2 separate regions of the Neogale vison genome follow, and region 2 is linked to region 1. The links are chromatin contacts, called in public Hi-C maps. All regions are on one chromosome and are shown on one strand. The core of a region is the stretch at or near the end of the contact, and the rest is flanking DNA. Distances in the headings are between cores, read along the strand shown.

Region 1 (6,288 bases), core at 523-3,022:
AAAATTGTGTTTTCAGGAGAACAAGGACACTCATTCACCAAGAGCTCCAAGTGAATCCCCCGTCACTCCAAGGCCATGAATCTCGAGATGTGGGAAATGAATCCTGTAATGTTTCTTTTGATGTTTTACCCACTGGGGTACCTTCTGGGAATTGATGGGTGGAGGTTTCTTCACCCTTTCCCTTGAGTGATAATCCTTGGTTGTGTTCTCCATCTTTGCTTCCACTTCAGACTACTCATCTCTCACCTGAAGCATATGAGCAACCTTTCCTCTCAGAATTTTGCAAGTTTCTTTTTTTTTTTTTTAAGATTTTATTGATTTATTTGACATGAGAGAGAGATCACAAGTAGGCAGAGAGGCAGGCAGAGAGAGAGGAGGAAGCAGGCTCCCTGCTGAGCAGAGAGCCCGATGCAGGGCTCGATCCCAGGATCCTGGGATCATGACCTGAGCCGAAGGCAGAGGCTTAACCCACTGAGCCACCCATGCGCCCCTGAATTCTGCATGTTTCTTGAGTGTTGCCCACTTGTTCTGCTTTGACCCTTTTTCTGCCTCTTAATCTGCACAGAAACTGCAAGGGTCAGGTCCACTGGTCCTGACAGAAGAGGAGAAGAGGACCCTGATCGCCGAGGGCTATCCCATCCCCACCAAATTGCCTCTAACAAAATCAGAGGAGAAGGCTTTGAAGAAGATTCGGAGGAAAATCAAGAACAAGGTGAGCCCTTTAAATCGAGGAGCTTTTATGATCAGAGACCATGACAAGAATTAAGCCTGGGTACCCCCATTCCCCCTCTTCCCAGTGGCCAACACTGGCCCATCTCATGGAGGGAAGACAAGGGGGACAAGGCTCAGTCTTGCCCTTCCCCTCAGTGGGGAGCAGGAACACAGTCCCCACTGACCTCTGTGTTCCTCTAGTCCCTCTACCCATCCTCTGTGTCAGTGGATCCCAAATTGGGTGTGCCTATTCCTTGGTGCCCATGGGGATCCATTCCGGGCTAAGAGGAAAACATTAGAACTCCCATTAATATTTTTTACATCAGCCTTTTAAGTTTCTGTTTTATGGTATACACAATATTTCCTTCTCGTGGGCATGTATATAATTTATAAATAATATAAATGCATTATGGGTGTTTAATTTTTTTACTAGGTTTTTGATTTAAAAAAAAAAAATCCTGTAATCTGCTGTCCTATGCCTGGATTTAGTAGTCTCCTAGCCCTAGGTCCCTACAGGGCAAATCAGGACTGGTGAGTTCAGGGGGCATGGCTAGGGTACAGACAGGCCAGAAGGCAAGAGACAGAGAAAGAAAGAAAAAGAGAGTTCAGTTACCACTCTTGGTCCCTGTGCAGAACCAGGAAGGGGGTTATGTCTGACCAAGCCCAACTGTCTTGGTGTACTTGTTCTAGTTGAGCCAACTGAGGCCCATGGAGTTGAAGTCATTTATTGAAGATGACATAGATGGTGTGTGACCCACATGTTCTGTTCTGACTCAAGCCTGCCAGGCTTCCCATGAGGGGCCCACTTTGGTGGGAACTAGTGACCACACAGGCTGGTTGAAACCAGGGAGGTCAGAAGAGATGACTCACAGATGAGCCAGCGGGTTATCTCAATGAAGAACGGCCACAGAAATGAGCAGGACTCTGGGGATTTCTGTGCGAACAGACTCCTCTCTTCCATTTACACACAACTGACTTCTGGAGCTGGCAGGAAGTTAATCCTTTCTTCTCCCCTTCTGTGTCAGATTTCTGCCCAGGAAAGTAGGAGAAAGAAGAAAGAATACATGGACAGCTTGGAGAAAAAGTAAGCCTCCTGCCGAAACTGGGTGTGTTACTGGGTGATCTGCCTAGGAAAATGGGAGTGTGCCAAGCTTCTGTTTTCAGGGAAAGTGGATCAAGTTCATTCTGGCCACCAGCAAAGCCGGTTGGTCCATCCCCTAGGTCTTGCCTGCCACCTAGTGGATTTGAGAGGGGGAGGCTTTACAAGGACGGCCTTAAGTTAAAAAATGCACTCAATCTTAGCAGGCGTTGGTACCACAGCACTTCTAAACAGAGTAAGCCCTCGAAGGCTTCCTTGCAAACAAGTGCAAATATTAACACTCATTCCCGTTCCTGGAACTCTCCTCAGAGGAGAGGCACTGTTTCCGCCGAAAGGAGCAGTGCTAATTCATCCCTCACGCCCTAGAGAAGGCACATGGGCCGCGCAGCGAGTGGCGCCGGCGTTCTTTACTTTCCGTCCACTGTAATTCATGCTTCAAGCTAGCTACTACCCACAAAAACACTCGAAGGCACCCTTTGTTCTTCCGAGTAGTCCAGAAGATCAGGAGGGCTGTCGAAAAACATGAATGAGATGCAATTTTGTATTAGCCTTAGAAATATAGTTCTCCACTTGACCAACAAATACCGTCTAAGATGGAAATGAGGCCTCTGACCCGGAAATGAGGCCTCTGACCCGGAAATGAGGCCCCTGACCCAGAAATGAGGCCCCCGACCCGGAAGTGAATCTTCCTGTGTGTCTGGGGAGAAGAGCAGATCCTGGCTGGTTCTTGACATTCCTACTTGACATTCCTACTCTCTACATTCCTAGGTTAGGTGTTGGTAATTGAGCATGAAGTAGTCCCATGCTGTTTCATTATTTTCTGTAGGCTTCAGGGTCAAGATGGTCTTTAATGCCTCTGGGAGGCATGTTCCTGCAGCTGGATTCCTTATCTTGAGGCGTTGCGTTTTTCTCCTCCTCCCTTGTCTATCCCTATCAGTCCTTCTGGCCAAGACTACAGCCAGCAGCATCCAGGCTCCTGTAGATGAGGGAGATGAGTGATGGACATTGAGAGCAATAGGGATGAAATAAAAGAAATCGAGGTTGGAACACCCTAGGACTTTACAGTTTGTACCATCCTTATTCATTTTCTTGTTCCGAGGCACGTGTTACTCATCTCTCTCTCTCTCTCTTTTTTTCTTTTGTCTTCTTACCTTTCTTCCCAACTGAGGTTGGCTGGGCTCTCTCCCTCACTTTCCTAGAGTAGCTGAAGCCCAGTCCTCCTTCTCCAAACCCCACCTGCATTTGCTCAACTGATACAACTAAATGTCTTCTCTCTTGCTCCTCTGTAGGGTGGAGTCTTGTTCAACTGAGAACTTGGAGCTTCGGAAGAAGGTAGAGGTTCTGGAGAACACCAATAGGTGAGTGTCGCTGGAGTGAAGAGCTGTTGAAACTGCCTAATGGAAAGTGGGGGAAGGGCAGATCCAGGAGGAAGGTGCAGTAGGAGGAAGGTGTGAAGGCATTCGGGATGGCCATATTCCACACACGCACACTTGCACGCACACACACGCACACACACACACTCTTTACTTTTCCTAAAATACATGGCAGGAAGCTTGGAGGAGAATAAGGATGGTAAGTTTGTTTCTCATGAAAAAGACATTCAGCTTTAGAGGTGGACGGGAGGGACTGGCCTCTTCATTGTCACCCAATCATAGTAACAGATGGTGTTTATTCGTGAAAGGAAAAGAGGACACCAGGTTTGTTTTTTTTTTAAGTTACAGTTTATAAAAATTAATGATATTTCAAACCCATTTAAAAAAATATCTGGAGACAGAGTGAGTTAACAGGCTCTTCTAGCCCTTTCTTGTCAGATGTTGTTTTTAGCACATCACAGATGTCAGCTCCTTAACCTTCCAGCAACCCTATGAGGTGGTCCTATTAATATCCCCATTATATAGAGCAGATCACTGAGACTCAGATGGTTAGGTGATATGCCCAAAGTCACACAGAAAATAATAGAGCTGCATTTGAATGCAGGCAACTTGTCTCTGGAGCCTAAATGTAAGAGAAGTGTATTGAGTGGTATCCTGGGTCATATGCAAGAGAAAGGGGTTGAGGTATAGGATTAACAAAAAGGGGTTAAGGTATAGGGTTAAGAGTTGGGGAGTTTAATCTAGAATGTGTGTATGTGTACGCAGTGCCTACTACACTTTAAAAATTAAAATATTCGTTAGGGGATCCTGTTGCCCTTAGTTGTTACAGATCTGACAATGTAAGCCGAGAAAAATAGCCTTTTAGGTAAGAAGAATATTACTTAATCATCTCAAGGCTTAGCATTAATGCCTAATAATGATTTTGCAATCATTAAGGGATCAGGTTAAATCTATTTGCCTGTCATTTGATAACACTAAATTTGGTTGCCGTCTTCGTGGTGCGATGCTTAGGCAGCAGGATTTTCTACTTCTAAGCTTAAACTACCATCAGTGGGAACATCGGACATTGTAACCCACTGGACTTCCCTCTGCGTTTCTGGGAACGTCTGTGCTCAAACAGCAGGTCGAGGGCAGTTGCCTCAGGTGCTCCACAGACGATGGCAGAAGTAAATAAACACCCCCTGGCTCCAGGTGCTCTTGCCTTGATCCCCTGCGGCAAAGGGGGACGGTTTCCGTTACCGCTTTAGGGTTCTGTTTTCATGGTTCCCTGTGGTCAAGTAGTCTCCCTAGGCTTTGCCCCTTCTTACCTCCAACTTCACTCCTGCCGTAGTAGATCTCTGGGTCCTGAACCCCTACCAGAGTCTGTGTCCACTTGTTAGCGTCCTGAATGCCCATCCTAGCACTTACAATGCTCCATGTTCACGAGTGGGACAAATCCACATTATGAACTGGTGAAAGAGAAAGAAGAATGTATCCAAGATAATCCTGGAGTTTGATCCGGGTTTGTCCTTGTTGAAGGGCTCCAGGTGCCAGGTCTTCTCACAGCCACACGGGGGCAGCAGAGGTGCAGTATGGGCTCAGCTTTGGGGAGCGGGTGCTTGTGATTAGAAGTGCTCTGCTGCCCGCTTCTCCTAGGAAGGGCCTCTCCTCCCCTCTCCCGGCTGACCGTGCTGTATTGTATTTTTTAAAAAAGATTTTATTTATTTATTTATTTGAGAGAGACAGAGAGAGAGAGAGAGAGCGCGAGCGTACACGGGCAGGGAGGGAGGGAGTGGGAGAAGCTGATTCCCCGCTGAGAAGGGAGCCATACCTGGGGCTGGATCCCAGGACCCTGAGATCACTACCTGGGCCAAAGGTAGATGCTTAAAAGACTGAGCTACCCAGACACCCCTATATTTTTTAAACTTAAAAAGACAGCCTGGTGGGGCGCCTGGGTGGCTCACTGGGTTAAAGCCTCTGCCTTCAGCGCAGGTCTTGATCTCAGAGTCCAGGGATCGATCCCGGCATCAGGCTCTCTGCTCGGCAGGGAGCCTGCTTCCTCCTCTCTCTCCCTGCCTGCCTCTCTGCCTACTTGTGATCTCTGTCTGTCAAATAAATAAATAAAATCTTTAAAAAATAAAATAAAATAAAATAAAGACAACCCAGGTGCTTGGGCGGCTTTTTCAGTTGAATGTCTGCCTTGAGGCTTGGGTCATGCTCTCCGGGTTCTGGGATCAAATGCTGCTCAATGGAGGACTCCCTGCTCAATGGGGACTCTGCTTCTCCCTCTGTGCCCCCCGCCCCCCCCACCACTTGTGTGCTCGCTCGCTCTCTCTCTATCTCAAAAAGAAAACAACTTACACATGTAATATATTCCTCATCACAGAAAAAAATGAGAAACTACAGTTCAAAAAGAAAAAATTGCAATCTTTTCACCCAGAGATATTTATATTTTGTAATATTTTATACATGCGTATTTATACATATACACATCCTCTTTCGTTAAGAGCTTTTCCCATTTAACAGAACGCAGTGGACATATTTTCATATCAGTGTATTTCCTCAGAGTCCTTATTTCTGTCAGAAGCTGATAAAGAGCTATCATGTGAGGAACACTGACATAAGGTACATCTGATTCTGTGTAACACAATCTGTGTTTTGCCAATTACTTTTACCTTTTAAATAATGGCCATGGCGATTTCAATAATATCAGTTATTCTGGAACAGGAGTTACGGGAACATATGGTATATTTGAACATGGGGTCAGCCTATCTCATGTTCTTCCCTGGGAGTCAATGATGAGTTTCCTCTTTTCTTCTTCATGGACTGTGTGGAAATTCTTCCCAGCATTTAGCCTATTGGAACCAGCACTGAAGAAACAACATGCCCCAGGCCTGCTCTGTCTCTTGGCGGCCCTGTATGTGTTCTCTGCCTTCAAAACTCAACCTTGCGGGCAGACAACCCTTCTTTTGTGGCTTACAGTTGACTGACCTGTAGTCTACCCACAGATAATCTTATCAGGGGACTCCTGGGGTTATAATTTCTAAGTAACTTTTAATGTGTTTTAGCCTGAGAGGTCAAGAAATGAATGCAGGGCTGTTCTTGTTGAGACAAGGAAAGTGGGTC
Region 2 (6,347 bases), core at 150-2,649, 83 kb before region 1:
AAGGAGCTTCCCTGAGTGCTATCTAAAATAGCACAGAACTGCCTGCATACCCTCACCTTGCTTTTCTTTCTTTTTTATTTTATTTTATTTATTTATTTGACAGAAATCACAAGTAGATGGAGAGGCAGGCAGAGAGAGAGAGGGGGAAGCAGGCTCCCTGCTGAGCAGAGAGCCCGATGCGGGACTCGATCCCAGGACCCTGAGATCATGACCTAAGCCGAAGGCAGCGGCTTAACCCACTGAGCCACCCAGGCGCCCGCTTTTATTTTCTTTATACCAGTTACCCCTTTCTGAAAGTACAGCATGCCACTCACTATTCATTGACTTTGGATTTCAGCTCTGGTCATGATCTTGGGATCATGGGATGGAGCCCCTAGTGGGGATCTGGGCTCAGCATGGGTCCGGTTGTCCTTCTCCCTCTGCTCTTCCCCCATGTGTGCTCTCTCTCTCTTTCTCAAATAAATAAATAAAATCTTAAAAAAATTTTTTTTTAAACATTATGCCCTTTTTCCTTTGTTTATTGCCTGACTCCTCCACGGACATCTAAGTTCTGTGAATTCAAGGTCTTATTTATTTATTTATTTATTTAAGAGAGAGAAGGAGGGGAAGGGGCAGTCGGAGAAGCACACACCCCACTGAGCAAGGAGCCCAATGCAGGGCACTATCCCAGGGTGCAGGACTGGGTCCCAGGACCCCGGCACCGAAGCCAAAGGCAGACGCTGAACTTACTGAGCCACCTGGTGTCCCCGAATTCAAAGTCATAATTCACAGCTCTTGAGGACCTGATGAAGCAAGCCATTGACTTTTATCAATAATGTCTGTAGAGTGAACTGAAAGAAGAAAAAATGAAGCCCATAAAAAAACGTGTCAGGAGAAGAGCATAAGAAAACTAGGGAGAAAAACGTGAGGAACAGACAATGACTATTTGCTAGAAATGTGCTAATACAAATTCACGCACAATGCGGAATATTTATATTTGTGAATACGTAACTAATTTTTTAAAAATGTCAAAACTCAAAGGAGCTAACATACATTAAGAAAATCTTTAAGACCCTATATAAGCATATATAATATTTAAGACAGTATATAAATCTGCCCACACAGCGGCTCTCTTCCCCTCCACAAGCGCGCGAGAACTTTTATGGATTCTAACCGAGGGCACGGAGTTCACCCGCCCTCCTTTATGAAATGTATTCTTGTCGCTATTTGGTTGGCTGTTCCTCCCAGGCGCCCCTTTATCACTGGCCAAGCTCTCAGTCCATCACTCCCAGACTCCAGCACTCCATTGGTCCGCTGCCTCAGAGAGCGGTGGCTGGTCGCGCTCAGGCAGAAGGTGTTCCCCGGTGACGTCAAAGGCTCTCCCCGCCCACATTCCAAAGCCTGGGCAGAGACTTCCCTCTGCCCAGCCTTTCGGAGCGGGACGGGGAGGAAAGCCAGACTTCTGATTGGATAGGGCGGGCGAGGTGAGTATCCGATTGGTCGCTTCCCTAGAAGGAGGTGGAGTCATAGCTGGGTCCTGGAGCCGAACTGAGGAGCCCTGGGGAGCCTCAAAGTTTGTGTCTGGAGGAGTAGCGGAGAGTAGGCTTATTGCGAAGGGATTTTCTTGGCATGAGAGCTGCTCTCCTGCCTTCCTTTTGGATGCGCGCCGTGCTTTAACCCCCGCAGCCTTCAGCCGGATCCCTGGACGGCCTGTCTCCCCCGGCACTTCTCAGACTTCCGAGGACCCCGGACAGGAGCCCTGAGCACTCCTCCGTCGGGCAGAGCAGAGAACGTTTTTTCCTAAGTGCATAAGCTTCACGCACACGCGCACACACGCACACACGCCCCGCGGAGCCGGACCTTACCCTCCGAGGCGGCTCTGCCCGCTCCCCTGCTGCCCTCAGCATCCTCGGCCCAGCGTCCTTCGGACCAGCATGGAGGTGCTGGAGAGCGGGGAGCAGAGCGTCCTGCAGTGGGACCGCAAGCTGAGCGAGCTGTCAGAGCCCGGGGAAACCGAGGCTCTAATGTACCCTACGGTGAGGACTCGCGGGGCGGGGGCCGGGCAGCTGGCGAGGGGGAAGCACTGTCAATAAGGGAACTGCTGGGGACAGGGACGTGGGAAGTCTTTGGGAAGAGGCAGCGATGCCCAGAGGAGATCTAGGGAGAGGTGTGGTTTTTCGATCCGAAGAGATAACTGCGGGCCCCTGGCCCTTTTCAAGTTTCGGTAACAGTAGTGACAGTTCGTATTCCTTTGGCAATTTATAGTCTTTTCCCGAGTCTTTTTCACATCGCAGTGTCATTTGCTCTTGCTGTCAGTACTGTAAAGCCGAAGGGGGTCGTGGTGGAGGATAATGCGCCACTGTCGAGCTTGCTACTGACTTGGTGGGAAGGTTTTTAAAAAGCTAAACCAAGTGGCATTTTCTTTCTTTCGCTGTCAGACTCTTTCTCTCTCTTTACTTTTTGTTTATATTTCAGGAAGTACACGTGTGTGTGCGTATATGTGTGTTTGGGAAAGCCCGTTTGATACGAGGAGAGAGACTGCTTTATTTGGGCTCTTTAACTGTACAGCCAAGCAGTCTGCTTCCTCTCTCTTCAGGGGAAAGATCAGCAAGTATGGAAAATCTGAGGCAGCTGCATATTGCAGAAAAGCTTTGGAGAAGGTGGGACGGCTCACCGGTTCTTTGTTCAGTCTTATGCCTCAGGGACCCCTTTGGGGATTGAAGTGTCACAGGAATTCTGCCCATTTGTTTTAAAAGTTTCAATTTCAAATCATTGGTATTACATTCGCGAAATGAAATTGTTTCCAACAGCCGGCAATGTTAATATGATTTTATGTGAGATCTGTTTGGTTTTTGTTTCTTAGAAATGCCGAAGTTTGTAATGAGGAGAGAGAGAGTGAGAGGCTAGAGAGAGAGATCACTAATGAGAAAACGAGAAGCTTGGCTGTTTCCCCTTCATGATTTTTCTAAGGGGGTCAGTGCCAGGATATTTGAAACTTTTGCAAAATGGCCTGTAGGCTCCACCTCCCTCCTTGGCCTTTGCCTCTGGTTGACGTTATTTTGGGAAAAGGGATGAGGGCCTCCCTGTGATTCCCACCAAGGCACTTGGGATGGCTGAGAATGGCTTGTGCAGGGTGGAGAGGGAGTGGTAGTTCATGCTGGGGCGAAAGCCAGATGTGTACTGTAATCTGGGCTTTGCTCACTGAGGCTTTCCCTGAGGAGACCACATGGGCTTCATTTGCATTGAGGGCCCAGATGTGCTTCCTGTAGTTAGCACAGAGCTTAGAGCACCTTGGTCTTCAAATGTCTTCTGGTGATTGGGTGCTCCAGGTGTTTCTACTGACACGGGATTTGTGTTGGGGGGTGGGCGGCTCTTCTCTTTTGTACTTAAACATACTGTGAAAATGTCTCATCCAGCAGCTGTCATGCCATAGCTTTGGGCCTGTCTTTCAGCTGGTGGCATGAATTAGGCGCAGCCATACAGGTTTCCTTTCAGCCTGTGATTTGCACTTGTGTGATCACGGACTAGGATTTGAGATGCTGCTACCTGTGATTATGACCTTTAAGTCCAGACAGAACCGTTTGCACTGGCTCTAGTTAAGATCTTTCTGCACTGTTACATTCCTTTTGGTATTAAGAGCTCAGTTTTTCAATGTTGTTGTGATGAAGCAGTGATGTGTGATTATGTTTCTTCTACTTTTTTTTTTTTTTTTTTTTAACGACTTTTATGTCTGCCACTTAGGGATGTGTCTCTCCTCTGGGCAGTTCACTCTTGTAAAATGCCACTCATCATTGCTACAAGTCATTGCCAACACACTGTGTATATGAATTAGTGTTGAAAGAGGTATTGGATTTAGTCGTACAGATGACTGGATTATATTCCCTCTAAACTAAGGGGAGTTTGCCAGAGATTTGAACATAGATAACTTTCCCATCTGTTTCTTGAACTCTGTTGAGTATCCAGTTGCAGAGCTGGTTATTATTGCTATTAGTCCAAAATGTGGAATAGCCTGACCTCCAGGTCTAAATAGGGATTTAGTTACCGCATGCATGGTCGCTCATGCTCTGTTTTAGCAAAACCTGTCACCTGCTTGATTTTAAAAACAGAGAAGGTTCAAGTTGCCTGAAGCTGGGACATACCATCTCTGGCAACTTCTGTGAACCATCAGGAGCAGTGTTTTTCTCATTTGGTTAGTTGTGAAGAAGTCTTCTTGGTTCAGAAGGACAAAGGTTTGGGCGGTGGCGGGGGGGATAGGATAGAAGTCTACAAAATAATGAAGTGTGTGGATAGAATGCATATGCATTTGCTCATTAGATCCTGGGTTATGAGAGCTTTGGGCTTCCTTTTGGAGCTTAAAAAATAGTTTCTGTACAGATGACAATGTATTATTTTAAATCAGCGAGTAGTACTTTTACGAACACTGTTGTTTCTGGAGTATGTACGGGCTAAACGTGGGTTTAGAAAAGATGGCGGATCTAAAGATGAGGAGTGTGTGGTGTCTCTTTTCTGGTTTGAAATGCTTGTGAGAAACCTGGTTCCTTCCCCCAAGCCTACCTGGATGTTAGGCGTTTCTAATACGTATGTCGTGTTCCTGTAAGATTCTGCGCAAATTACATTTCTGGGAATTTGTTGTGGGGTTCTGTAATTTAAAGAGCAAAACAGGCTATGCGTTTTATCTACTTATATATACACCGTTCATATTCAGAAGGATGCTCAAGAAATGGATAATTGTTTCTGGCAAGGGGACCTGGGGATTGGAGGTCAAGAGAGGAAGCAGGGTGAGGGAGTTATTTACAAGCTATCCCTTGTATGCTGTTCTGACTTTGACTCCTGAATGTATTAAAAAAATGTAAAATTGAAACCTAAAGGTGCCATGTAACACTGGACTGGAGGTAATCTTAGCCTGAGTCTCTCCAGGGGAAGAAGAGAGGATCTGATGCTCCACTAAAACTCAACACTTCCCAAGTCTGTGGAGGCCTTGGGGGAAGAGAGGAGGAAGCAGCAGCTCTGAGTGGAAAGGGTCTCTAAGGATGGAGGGTTAACCGTGAGTTTGGTTCTGTTAAACTTTATGACCGTGGCAACTTTCTTATATCTCAGTTTAACAATCTGGAAAATAGGGATTTTTTTTTTCAATTTTTGCAATGGTTTTAATCTTTGTAAAAAACCTCTGCAATAGGAACTCTGAAGTCTTTGCAAAGATAATGACAGACGTTCTGCTTGTCTTCAGTGCTATTCATATAAATCCAGTACCTTGTAAGGTTATTTGGTGGCCCCGCATTATAATTTTATATCTAGTTGGTGTTCAAAGTGAAATGACCAGTTCCAGACAGCGGGAGGTAGAGAGTTAAGGGGATGTTCGACCCGCCTGGTATCTGGATGTAAAGGTCATCTGACTTCACCCCTGTCACTGAGTGCTGGGATGGAGCTGGCTAATCTCACAGGCTGCTGGTCTCCTCTTCCTCCTGGCTGGCCCAGCGACTCATGTGGCTCCAGAGGGATACTGAGGCTTTGGGGTTGATGTTCACCTTGGAGACGATTCCTGTTGTTGGCCCTGGCCAGGTTCTGAGGGGGAACCTGGGGTCCTCCTGGCTTGAGAAGATCATTACTTGTCACCTGATCTCCACAAACTGAAGGATGAGTGATGGGTTCTCATGGAAGAATTGCAAAGCAGATAGACTTTGTCTCCAAAGCCCTCACTTCACCTTTCTTGACCTTTGTTTTCATGTTTTCCTCCCTTCTTGGACCCCAAGTACTGGCTGTAATAGTATTCTCTTTCTAACTCCCCCTCTTAAATTTTGCTCTCATGAAAAATCTGATGAGCTTACCCTGAATATTTAATTATTAGTGAGGCTTAACGTATGACCCCCTAAATGGGCATTTAGATTTAATAGTAATTATATCAGCTCAAAAGGGTGGATCTCTAAATGGAGAATTTAAGGCAATCCCTAGGTTGTAGGGAAGGAATATTTGGGGAGTGGAGGGAGTGCTCACTGTTCTTCTATTCTAGATATGGGGCCCTTATTCATAAGGCAGGCAGTTACCTATGTTGCTAATTTATCTATGATCTAAAGGATTTTCAGTGGCTTGGTGAAATTTCTTTGACCCATTATATTTTTGTCTCTAAACTTGTTCTCATGGTGATAACACAGATTGGGGGCGGTAGACTCAGGCACAGCTCTGAAAGGTGAGAGGGCAGTACTGAGTTTTGTACTTGCCCTCTTTCCTGAAAGAGCCCCAGGTAAACATTCTGTGGAAGCAGGGTGGTCTGATGTGAAGTTGCTCTTACAGGAAACGAGGCATTGCCTCTAGATTAATAATTGAATTAAATTATAATGCATGCAGCTATAAGTAAGTGAAACGGATTCAGA

The links. Hi-C and Micro-C count contacts between places; a contact is called where the count stands out from the background.
Region 2: a contact with region 1 is called in a Hi-C map of fibroblasts, with 11 times the contacts expected there. The contact joins the promoter of CREB3L2 here to the enhancer-like site in region 1. A contact is called at or near these places in 2 of 3 Hi-C or Micro-C datasets (fibroblasts and muscle).

The regions. Positions count from the first base shown.
Region 1 is chr4:215,863,300-215,869,587 of ASM_NN_V1, reverse strand. CREB3L2 (cyclic AMP-responsive element-binding protein 3-like protein 2) reads left to right here. Exons shown (of 12, transcript XM_044246663.1): 6 at 566-712; 7 at 1,737-1,795; 8 at 3,100-3,168. Among named protein-coding and RNA genes, the nearest start is that of DGKI, 49 kb to the right of the region's middle. Within about 2 kb of position 1,772, the one cell type or tissue checked has open chromatin away from gene starts, as enhancers often do. A contact at or near this core is called in fibroblasts, where this site is marked.
Region 2 is chr4:215,945,475-215,951,821 of ASM_NN_V1, reverse strand. It overlaps CREB3L2 (cyclic AMP-responsive element-binding protein 3-like protein 2), which reads left to right and starts at 1,399. Exons shown (of 12, transcript XM_044246663.1): 1 at 1,399-1,463.